Regions from separate parts of the Cricetulus griseus genome. Here region 2 is linked to region 1. A link is a contact called in public Hi-C data. All regions are on one chromosome and are shown on one strand. The core of a region is the stretch at or near the end of the contact, and the rest is flanking DNA. Distances in the headings are between cores, read along the strand shown.

What was found. Hi-C and Micro-C count contacts between places; a contact is called where the count stands out from the background.
Region 2: a Hi-C map of the CHO-K1 cell line shows a contact between it and region 1, with 3 times the contacts expected there. The contact joins the enhancer-like site here to the promoter of Tgfbr2 in region 1. A contact is called at or near these places in 2 of 8 Hi-C or Micro-C datasets (the CHK-Q cell line and the CHO-K1 cell line).

The regions. Positions count from the first base shown.
Region 1 is chr4:223,258,265-223,263,886 of CriGri-PICRH-1.0, forward strand. Tgfbr2 (TGF-beta receptor type-2) reads right to left here and starts at 1,743. Exons shown (of 8, transcript XM_027415317.2): 1 at 1,258-1,743. The coding sequence starts at 1,351.
Region 2 is chr4:223,455,856-223,461,311 of CriGri-PICRH-1.0, forward strand. No RefSeq gene overlaps it. Among named protein-coding and RNA genes, the nearest start is that of Tgfbr2, 200 kb to the left of the region's middle. Within about 2 kb of position 1,391, at least 3 of the 6 cell types and tissues checked have open chromatin away from gene starts, as enhancers often do. A contact at or near this core is called in the CHO-K1 cell line, where this site is marked.

The sequences.
Region 1 (5,622 bases), core at 493-2,992:
TTCTAAAGGGCCTCCAGTCTCCTTCCACTACCACCGGGTTGACAAGGAACCACACCCAACTTTGTATATGGATATGGGGATTTGAACTTAGGTCCTCAAGCTTGCATTCCAATGTCCTTTTCCATGGAGCCAAGTCTCCAGTCAAGGCTGGGGTAACATCAGAGACGGTTTAACTTTCTGGAGCTGCAGCTTATCAGAGAGAGCAAAATTGAAGCAGACTTTAAGAAACTGTAGAACTAAAACCCTGATGGGAGTTTCGCTGTTTTGCTTTGTGTGGTTCGCCCCTTGTGAAATGCTCCACTGCTAACATCCTTAAAGAGCTCCCTCACCCAAAAACGACCCTGGACATCTCCTAGTCCCGAAATCACCAGAGAAGAGCACGGGAAGCCAATGATGGAAAGAGTGCCAGACTTACACAAACTGAACCACGGAGATGTACAAAGGGGTAAACTGAGGCCCAGAGTCATGTGACTTGCCCAAACAGTGGCCCTGACTACAAATAGCTGCAACAATTTTAACTTCTGAGTTAAAACTTCAGAGATTCTGCACTTCCCAGGCAAGTCCTTAGGAAGGAGTCCTGATTCCTGCTTCTCTTTCTTGACTGCTGCCCCTGAGATGGGACCTGGTGGGCATCCTGGGTTAGGTGTTTCCACCGAATGACAACTGCTGAGATCTTTAACCCTGGGGTGCAGCACTTAATAGGCACGCGTTAAATTACTCTAAGCCATCAAACTGACCACCCTCATTGAGTCCCCATCCCCGCAGGCCAGGGGGATAGATGACAGCCCTCAGAGATCAGTTCTTTTCTCAAACTTGTTTCCAGTGAGTTGGGGCCCAGAATCCCTCCCAAGGTGGTAGAACTGAGGACTGAGAGTCTGGTTCAGTCGGGGTATCTAGGGCAGTACTCGGCCCAGGTGTGCAACAGCTGGGCGCCCAGTCCCCTGCCGCGACTCCTCCAAGCCCCAAGTTCTCAAACTTCCCTTTCCGGGGGTGCAGGCCCTCGCTGCCTCCCTAACCTTTCGTGCGCGCACAAAGGGGTCAGGAGCGTCCCCAAGTCTCCCGCAAGTGAACTGTCCTCTTTTGCGAGAGATCTTCTGCGATCTCAGCCGGCCTGGGACGACTCGGGCCGCTACAAACTTCCCGTTTCCGCCCTCTCGCCGGGACCCGCGGCCGACTGTCAATCGCTGCCCTGGGGGTCGGAGGAGGACCGAGGAGCCCTAGTGGACTCCCAGCGTCGCGCCCCGGCCACTCACTCACCCGACTTGGGAACGTGCGGCGGGATCGTGCTGGCGATGCGCGTCCACAGGACGATGTGCAGCGGCCACAGGCCCCGGAGCAGCCCCCAACCCATGGTAGCCCCTGTCGCTCGTCATAGACCGGCCCCTGGGGCGCCGCGAACCGAGCCTCAGGGACCCCGGGCTGCGCCTTGACTCTTCGTCCTCTCTGGGTGCCTGGGCCGCCCCGAGCGCGCCGGGCAGAGGTGCGGGCCAGATGTGGCCGGCGATCCCGGGAGTTTGGAGGCCCGCAGGAGGCCCCCGGCGGCCGAGGAGAGCTGCGCAGGAGGCTGGGGCTCCGTCCCCCAGGCGAGCGTGTGCGCGCGCGGGGGGTGTCGTCGGTCGGTGCGCGCGAGTGACTCACTCATCAACTTTACCCGGGCGCCGGGAGGGAAACAGGAAACTCCTCGCCAACAGCTGGGCAGGACCTCTCGCCGCCCGAGAGCCTTCCAGCCCCAGCCCTCTCCAGCTTCCAGCCCTTGCCTTCCTCCTACCGCCAATCAAGGCCCCTTCCAGGACTCTGCAAACTTTCAACTGCCCCCCTCGCAGCCCTCCCACGCACCCCCGCCTCCCAGGTCCAGGCTCCAAGTTCAAACTCAGAAGTGACTAAGCGCACGTTTCCCAGAGCAAGCTAGAAAGTACTTATACCACTTTTCTTGATAACCCACCAAGCACTCCCCACACCTTCTAGGCATTGCTCCCAGGGCCTTTATAATTTCTCTGAGAACAAGGAGGGGGCTCGGAAATGTAGCTCCGGAGTCCCCAACACATTGTTTTCCCTCATAAAAATAACGGTAAGCACTGCTTCACGAGAGTTTGGTTTCAGTTTTATGTACATGCATGCACGATCACGTTGTAAAGGACTGTTTTCTTACTGTGAGACAATAATCCAGGGGTTAGTCTCAGACTTTTATATGCGTTATTAATCACTTTGGGTTGTGAATTCAGCTAAAATGCAGGTTCTGGTTCTGTAGGTCTGGGCCGGGAGTGTCTGCATTTTTAATGAGCACCTGGGTAGAGCCTCCCATTGGAAGAACCATTTCCTGGGCGTGGTCTGCTGGGTGAAGCCAAATAGTCACCCATGTGATCGCGGTGGGGATGTTTTCAGGACGTTGCCTGTAAGGCCTGAACCTAGGAATAAAAGTGTCTTTGGTGGTAGGGTCTGCTTCCTGCTTTCCAGTGATCGCTCTTCCATAATTCGGCTGAGGCAAGAAAATACCTGACTGAAGAATGTAGAAAGGCTGTCAGTGGGAAGGCAGTATACCCCCTCAAATTTCCCTTCTTCCTGGGGTGACCACGTTTTCCAGAGACAATCCCTGCTTTGCCCTGCGTGTGCCTTGTGTGTGTACATGTGTGGGTACGTGGAGGCCAGAGGTCCACATCCGGTGTCTGTTTCAATCCCCTGGTTTATATCTAAAGGTTTATTTTATGTGCGAGCATTTTGCCTTCACTTCTGCATAACCGTGCGTGGGCCTGTTGCAAAAGAGGTTATAAGAGGATATCAGATCTCCAGGAACTAGAGTCACCAAAGGCTGTGCGCCACTATGTCCAGGAGCTGGGACCTGAATCCGGGTCTCTATAGGAACAAGTGCTCTTAATCGCTGATCTATCTCTTCCAGCCCATTGGCCTATATGAGTCTCCCACTGATCCTGAAGATGGGAGATTGGCTAGACTGACTGGCTAGCAAGCCCAGACACCCATTCTCTTATCTTTGCTTCCCCAGCACCAGGGTTTCAAAAGCATCTCTACCACGTTTTTTTTTTTCTATGTATATCTGTGCGAATGCGCATATATGTATGTAGTGTACGTGGACGAGTGAGGAGCACATAGGCACACACTGGAGGCCAGGGGTGTCAGGTGTCCAGCTCTGTCACTCTCCACCTTAGTTACTCCAGACAAGGCCTCTCACTGAGCCTAAAGCTATCCGATCCTCCTGTCTCGACTTCACAAAACTGGGGTCAGGGACACATGCAAGGCAATGCCAGGCTTTTTATGTGGGTGCTGCGACCTAATCAGTTGTCCTCATGATTGTGCAGCAAGCACTTTCCACACTGAGCCCTCCCCTGCCCCAGCACCGGGCTTTCTATGCAGGTGCTAGAGGTGGCTCTCAGCTTGTGTGGTGATGATCCCTTTAAGGACTGAACTGGGCCCTCTTTTGCAGTTTATTAATAGAATCTCCACTCTGTCAGATATCTGATTGGATAAAGAAGTTCATGCTCAACCTACTTCCAGCTCTCAAAGATGGGATTCTGAATAGCCCATTGTCTGGATTAGTGTTTTTGTTACCGAGATACAACACCATGGCTGAGAGCAACTAGAAAAGAAAAGGGTTTATTTCATCTTCTAGCCTGTAGCCCATCGTCCATGGAAGTCAAGGCAGGAACTAAGTCAGGTCCCTGGAGGCAAGAGCTGAAGCAGGAGCCATGGAGAAGTGCTACTTTACAGCTTCTTCCCTGAGGCTTACTCAGCCTGCTTTCTTATATAACCCAGGACCTCCTGCCCAGAGGTGCTCCCACCCACAGTGAGCTGGGCCCTCCCCATTAAACACTAATTGGCCTACAGGCCAATCTGATGGAGGCATTTTCTCAACTGTGGTCCCCTCTTCTCAGATAACTCTTGCTTGGGTTGACAACAACCAGCCAACCAGGACAGAAGATTTTAGGGACACTGTCTGCTCATACAGTGAACTCTACCAGGTTCACCCAGAACAGAGGCCAACAGTCTTCCTTAAACCCAGAGCCTGCAGTTGACTTTGGCAGGCTTGGGGTGACATTGTTAAAACTGGAACTTGAAGTCTTGATTCAGCATCAAAAGCTACTGGATGCATCTTCTAGGAAGAGGGCACTTCCTGTGTGTCACACATCTGGTGACAGAAGGGTATGGACAGACACTCGGATGTGAGGTAGGGCCACCCGAGGGGGCACGCAGGCAGCCTTGCCGTTGCCATGCCATGTTAGCGAGGGAGACAGGCTGAGTTCAGAACCTGATTGCCCACCTTCCCTCTTGGAAGATCTTTCTAGGCCTCTGCAGTCCCTTGAGCATTTGTTTTCTGGGCCACTCACCCTCCAGCAGGGCCACTCTGGGCCCACCCTTTCAGTGTCTCAGATCTGAGCTGAAGACGTTTTTTTTAAAGCGCAAGCTCTGCCATTAGCTCATTTAACAGCATCGCGGGCTCTGCCAGCTTGAGAAGGCAGAAACAAATCCTTGTGCCTGCTCTGGAGTCCCCATCTCCACGAAGCCCTGCCCGCAGTGGCTGCAGAGTCCCTTCTGCATTTCTGCAGCCTGCCTCTGTAGACCCTGGACTTCCCAGTGAGACCTTCTCTTGTCCCCAGGTGGGCAAGCTTTCTTCCCCTCTCTGACTAGATCTTTGTAGAGTGGATTGTGAGTCCCAGAATGGAAGATTGCCTGGACAGGCTGGCCAGCAAAAGCCAGACATCCTCCTGTCTCTGCATACCCCCCCCACTGGGGTTTCAGATGCATCTTGACTAGTGTGTGTGTGTGTGTGTGTGTGTGTGTGTGTGTGTGTGTTACATGTGTGTGTGGTGTATGTGTGAATGTGAGTGTGGCTCCTATGCCCGTCCCTCAGGGTTTATTTCAGTTAATGTATGCATAGTTTTCATTATTCTCATGTTTGTTTGAGATGGGGTCTCATGTAGTTCATTGACCTCAACTTATTAGGTAGCTAAGGCTGACTTTGAACTCTGGATCCTTTGCCTCCACCTCCCAACTGCAGAGGTTACAGGCATCCACCTACCATGCCCGGTATCTTTTACAGCCCTTACTCTAGCTGGATATCATAATGAGTTCTCATTAATCAATTCCCAATCACATTTCTCCCTCGACTCTAAATGTCGGAGGGCAGGCACTACATACTTTCCTTACTACTGTATTTCCACACTAAACACATCTCAGGTGTGCAGTCAGGCATGCGTTTGCTAAGTGAACATACGAGGTAACAAGGAATCAAAAGACAAGTGACCTCAGGGACCTAGTTATTTCATAACCCTGGGGAAAGCATTATGTAACCAGACAGCGATCTGAGCAGATGAGCTTTCAGCAGGGGCATGCCTACCCTACCCGACGCCACTTCCCTTTCCTGAGAAAGGAGAAGTGAACCCACTCCTCTTTGTCGTCTTCATTTGCCCCAAGTTTGTCCAGTTCTCCTGTATGTGATAGATGTACTGTCTCCTCTGTATACTAAAGCAAATGAAGGTCAAACCATCCCAAGGAGATGGCACAGCTGATTACCCTGCAAGCAGGAAACCCTGAGCTGGACCCCAGAAACCACACCAGCCAAGCAAGGCCTGGTGGCACTGTCTTGTGATCTCAGCTCTATCGGGAGGAGGG
Region 2 (5,456 bases), core at 141-2,640, 200 kb after region 1:
ATGTCTGGTCTGCATTCACAGTGCAGGGCTCAAGCAAGGGCAGCAGCAGATGAGGGGAGCCATGACACTAAGAAGTTATATCACAGGGGATGGGGAGCAGCCTTGTGAGTATCAGTACAGCTTAGGGAGGGCACACGTGGAGTCCATTGGCTCTTCAAAAGGTTTTTAAAAGTTGGGCTAAGATTATGAATTGTCATCTGACATGTAGGGTCCCCAGAAATGACCCTGAGGAGAGAATCCCATGAGTAATCTTTGATTTAAAAGAGCTTAATTGTCCTATTTAGGGTAATTAATTTTTTGTTTATTATTTATTTATTATTCAGGGTCTCATGTAGGTCAAGCTGGCCTTGACCTTGCCATACAGCAGAGTATTACTTTGAATTTGATCCTCTTGCTGCCACCTCCTCCATCTTCTGAGCTCTAGAACTGTAGGTATGCGCCACTGCGGCAGGGTTACATGATGCTAGAGAACACTGTCCCCGTTGATCCGCAACCCTAGCCCCTTAGGATGGTGATTCTAAGAGGGTGACCCCAGAGCTGCAACTTCAGTATCCTCTTGGGACCTCCTCTGCCATGCAAATTCCCAGGCCACATTCCAGACCAGAAATACACTAAGTCAGAAACACAGCAGTCTGTTTTCAGTCAGCCTCCAGGTGATGCTGATTGGCACGCACACTCATGGACCATGCAAGAGGAGGGAAGCGTGCCTTTCCCATGAGTCACCTGATACAACTTGGGTTTATTGCCTTCAGGTGTTTTAAGTCAAGGGTAATTCAGCCAGCGGCATGTTAACACATTGCCCACAGCATAAAGAGAGAGTAAAATTTATTCCTTTACCCAAAGCTCACACTAAAGTGCCCCCACCCTTGCTGCATTCCACACAAGTGATACAAAACATATGCTGACCTCGACCGTTTTCCAGAGAAATTAAATAGGGGAAGACAACAAAGCCACGGGCCCCTCCTATCCCTAGACGCCACTATTTCTAACTGGCTGAACCCTGACTCTGTGACTCCTGCTCTGGAGGTATCTGATGTCCTCGTGCCAGCCAGCATAGCTCTCAGAAACGACAGCTCTGCTTTGGCTTTCTGCAGGGCTGTCTGGATGGAGTACTCATGAGATGCTGGCCAGAGTCACACACACAGGAATGCTGGCGCCGCGTTCATGCGGGGCCGGGCTTGGCAGGAGACCTTTCTTTAGGTTCTGCTGAATTAGTTACTTTTCTCAGTGTGGTCAAAAAACAGGACAAAAAGCAGCTTAAAGGAGAAATCGCTTATTTTCCTTCGTGACTTAAGGAGGGAAGCGGCTCCTCCAAGTGGGGAAGATATGGAGGCAGGAGCACAAGTTAACCCACCGCTCCCATCAGTTCCCAGTTGAGGAGCAGAGGCTGAACTGGGACAGGAAGTGCTTTCATAAAACCTCAAGGCCCGCCCCCAGTAACCCACTTCCTCCAGTGAGGCTCCACAACTTCCCCAAACAGCGCCACCAGCTGGAGCCAAGTGTGCAAACACGCAGGCCTACCTGAGCTCTGTCTCATTCTAACCACACCATCTCCGCTCTGGGAAATGGCTCAAGTGTGCAAGCAGGGGCTTTTACAGCCTGGAGCCTCAGAGTCCTGCTCTGAGAACGCAGCTGTGCAGCAGGGCAGGCTAAGCCCGTGCCTCTACTCCCCCACTCAACGCTCTGGTCTCAGTAAAACCACAATCTGTGAGATTGCTTTTCCAACACGTTATTTGGTTTCATAGACTAGTTATGAATACAATCAGAAACCCCTAGAACCTGAAGGAAAGCACAGGCCATAAAGAACGTCTCTCATTTTCTTTGCTGAGAAATACCATCCATGCTCCCTCGATCCCTTCCAGAGACTGGCCTCATGTTCCTTACTGGCCATCTGGAACAGTGGAAAACTTCAGCCTGTGGCTAAGTCGCCACGCGGCTTGTCCAACACGCTTTAGACATCCAAAGCAGAAGCTAAGGAGTTACCTCAGAATCAATTCCGAGGCTCCGAACAGAACACCCACCTCTCCCTAAATGTGGTGCTGAAGATGACTGCTGAGTCATCTCACTCTGTAAATTACTCCCGGTATTGATTGTGGGCAGTTTGTAGAATAGGTTACCTTGTAGATCTAGATGAACTTCAGTGTTATGTTAGTTTTGTATTGCTGTCAAACAAAAATCAAACCAAACCAGCCAACAAACAAAAAAACTAAGAAAAGACCGGTAAGATGGCTCAGCGGGTAAAGGCACTTATTGCCAAGACTAACAACCTAAGTTTGCTCTCAAAACTTACACAGTAGGTGAGAACCCAGCTTACAAGTTGCCTTCTGACCTCCACATGCATTCTGTGGAATGCACAGGTGCGCGGGCGCGCGGGTGCACACACACACACACACACACACACACACACACACACGCACGCACGCACGCACGCACGCACGCACGCACGCACGCACACACACACACACACTATACACCACACACACACACACACACACACACACACACACACACACACACACGCATCCACATACCCATGAACACATACATACCCACACACTTCACCTCCCTCTTGTTATGAGCTCACTTGACAGTCATCTGATATTATCCTAGTGTTCCTCAAAGCTATGACAACCCTCACTCCCGAGCCCGTTCTCTGTCAGATCTCTGCCCTGTGCACAGACTGATTTTGGGGGTGGGGGTGGGGCAGGAAACTGATACTAAATCTCAGTCGTGAATCAGAATCAAAGAGCCCCAATTACCCTGCAGGTTGAGAGTTGCAAGGTCTGCTAGAGGTTAGTCTAGAAGAAAACTCACACTGCAAAAAAGGCCAGTGGCAATTTCCTAGATTCTCAAGAGCCAGGGTTCTGTTATATATATATTTCTGTTATATATTTTTCTCTTATCAGAAAGCCCATGGCTGCAGGCCACCCACCCCAGGTCTTTTAGCCCTGGGGTTATTCCTCAGATCCCTGAGAGTGCTTCCACCAGTCCTGTGCATTCTGTGGTACATGCTTCATTGTGGGGGCTGTGCGGACTGTTGCTGCTGAGGTTTTATGAAGCTCTTTCTTGCTCAGGAAAAGAAGAAACAGTCACCTGAAGTGCAGTGAAGGGTCCTGAGGATGCCACTCACAAAATGGTGCAGAGGGTGAGGGCACAGCTTGGGTGGGAATTCACCTTTTCCTTTCAGACTTTAGCCAACTCCAGTGGCTTCTAAAAGTCCAGTTCTCCACTGAAATGTGGACAAGCTGTATCAAGATTATCTGATCTAAAGTTGGCAAGGCAAATCAGAATGGAAGCAATTAAAATGATTTATCTGGTCTCATCCAACTGGTTATCAGCAACGTGACTGGACACAGCATTGATTCCCAATAGGTAATTTGTCTTAGGAACAACAACTACAATCCATTGCAAGGTATTGCAGGGCGTGACAGGGGAGCAATAATTTCACAAGCATATACTTGCCATTGAACATTCAGTTGAAACGTTGACATCAACAAGAAGCTCTAGTTAGTTCAAGTTAGTTAGTTCAATAGTTAATTCAAGCAGTAGGTTGCTTGCCACCCCCACTTACCTATTACATTAGTGCAAAGGGACATTGACACATTCTCCCTGTTGCCCTGATTGGGTGTGCATGCAATTGTGAATACAATTGTATTTGTGGAAAAAAATGGTGGGCATTTATCTTTGAGAGGCAAATATGAAAAGATTCAACTTCAGACCTGTAGAACCCCTTAAGAAATATCATGGCCTGTTTCCCTTCGGAGGCTCAATACTCAAGTCTTCAAAGGTCTCTGTGTGTTGACAGCTGTTGGAATAAGAAAGTACCACGTCTAGTTGAGTGTGAGGTACAGGTCTTGTTTAAAGGGCATGTTCAGGTGCAATGGGCACACTCGGAAGCCCGGGATACTGCCTGGGGACAGTTATCCAGGGCTCCCGCTACTACGTAGATCATATTCACCCAATTGTGTCCAGACAAGGTCCCACTGTAGTCTGGGCTGGTCCCAAACTTTCTCTGTAGCCCAGGATGTTCTTAAATTTACAATCCTACTCCCTTTGCCCCGTCCCTGGTGTTAGGATTATAGGCATGTGCCACCATACCCACCTGTGGTTAGTTATTTCCAGTTTGACACACACTACAGTCACTTAGGAAGAGGGAACCTCAATAGAAGAATTGCTTCCATCAGATTGGTCTGTGGGCATAAGTGTGGGGCATTTCCTTGCCTGATGATAAATGCGGGAGGGCCCAGATTCCTGGGAGTGGTACTACCCCTGGACAAGTGATCTTGGGTTCTGTAAGACAGCAGGCTGAGCAAGCCATGGGCAAGGCAGTAAGCAGCTCCCCTCAGTGGCCTCTGCTTCAGATCCAGATTCAGTTTCCCAATTTGAGTTCCTGTCCTGGCTTTCCTCCTCAATTTGATTTTTGCTCACGGTGTTAATCACAGCAACAAAAAGCAAACTAAGACCCCAGCTCTGGGCTTATTCATATGAAGAACCAAGGAACCCAGAAGATGTAAATGAAGACAAGGAGGAAGAAGCCTGCCAGCCCTGGAGCCAGAGCTATGAGCAGCTGTGCTTAGCTTCTACTCACTAGATCAAAAGTCTAAGGAAAATTCTAGAACCATGTTGATGACTAGTTTTCTCACAAGGAAATGAAACAAGCATCATGACACTTGCTCCAATCAATTGACAAAATAAACAGTTCTTCAAAGGCAGGCCTCGTACATAATCACTAGTTACAGATACACTCCTACGGTGTGCTCCATCAAACTTTGAAGGAGAATGCTGTATGGTTACACACTGGGAAAAGCTCCTTGACACAGGAATCCATTTCTCTCCATAATGGAAAACTGCCCAGTGTCTTTTTTTTTTTTTTTTCACTAGAAGCTGGGAATGTCTTTGGGGTCAAAGACTAAATTTTGTAGTCAAAAATATTTATGCCAAAACATCTTCTAGTTCTGCCATAGTCAGAGCATGGGGATGCCAGAAAGGGGGGGGTGACTTTTCATTACTTCTTTTCCTGGAGTACCCCTTTCCTAGACACCATCCAGAGGATGTGAGTGAAACTATGAGGCACCTTGACACCTAGAATGGGGTTAGACTGGCCAGCACATCCCCAGCTCACTTACTCCATTCAGCAGAGCCTTATGAGCTCCAAGACAGCAAAGCTCAGGGGTACCCTATTTTCTGTGACCCACCCTGCTGTACATGATCTGTGGACTTGCATGCAAGTGCCCCCTCCTTAATTCTCACCTATAAATTCATAACATACTTCTCTCTAAAATGTACCATCTTTGGTCTGAATATTTTATTCTTCAAATCTGTGAGACAAGAAAATGAAAGCCTAGGGCAGCTTTGGTGGCCATCTGGCATCCGGGACCTTTGATTCCTCCCTAAGACCCCAGTGTTCTCAAAGACACCCCAATACACCCATATCATTTTCAACAGTTTGGCAGAGA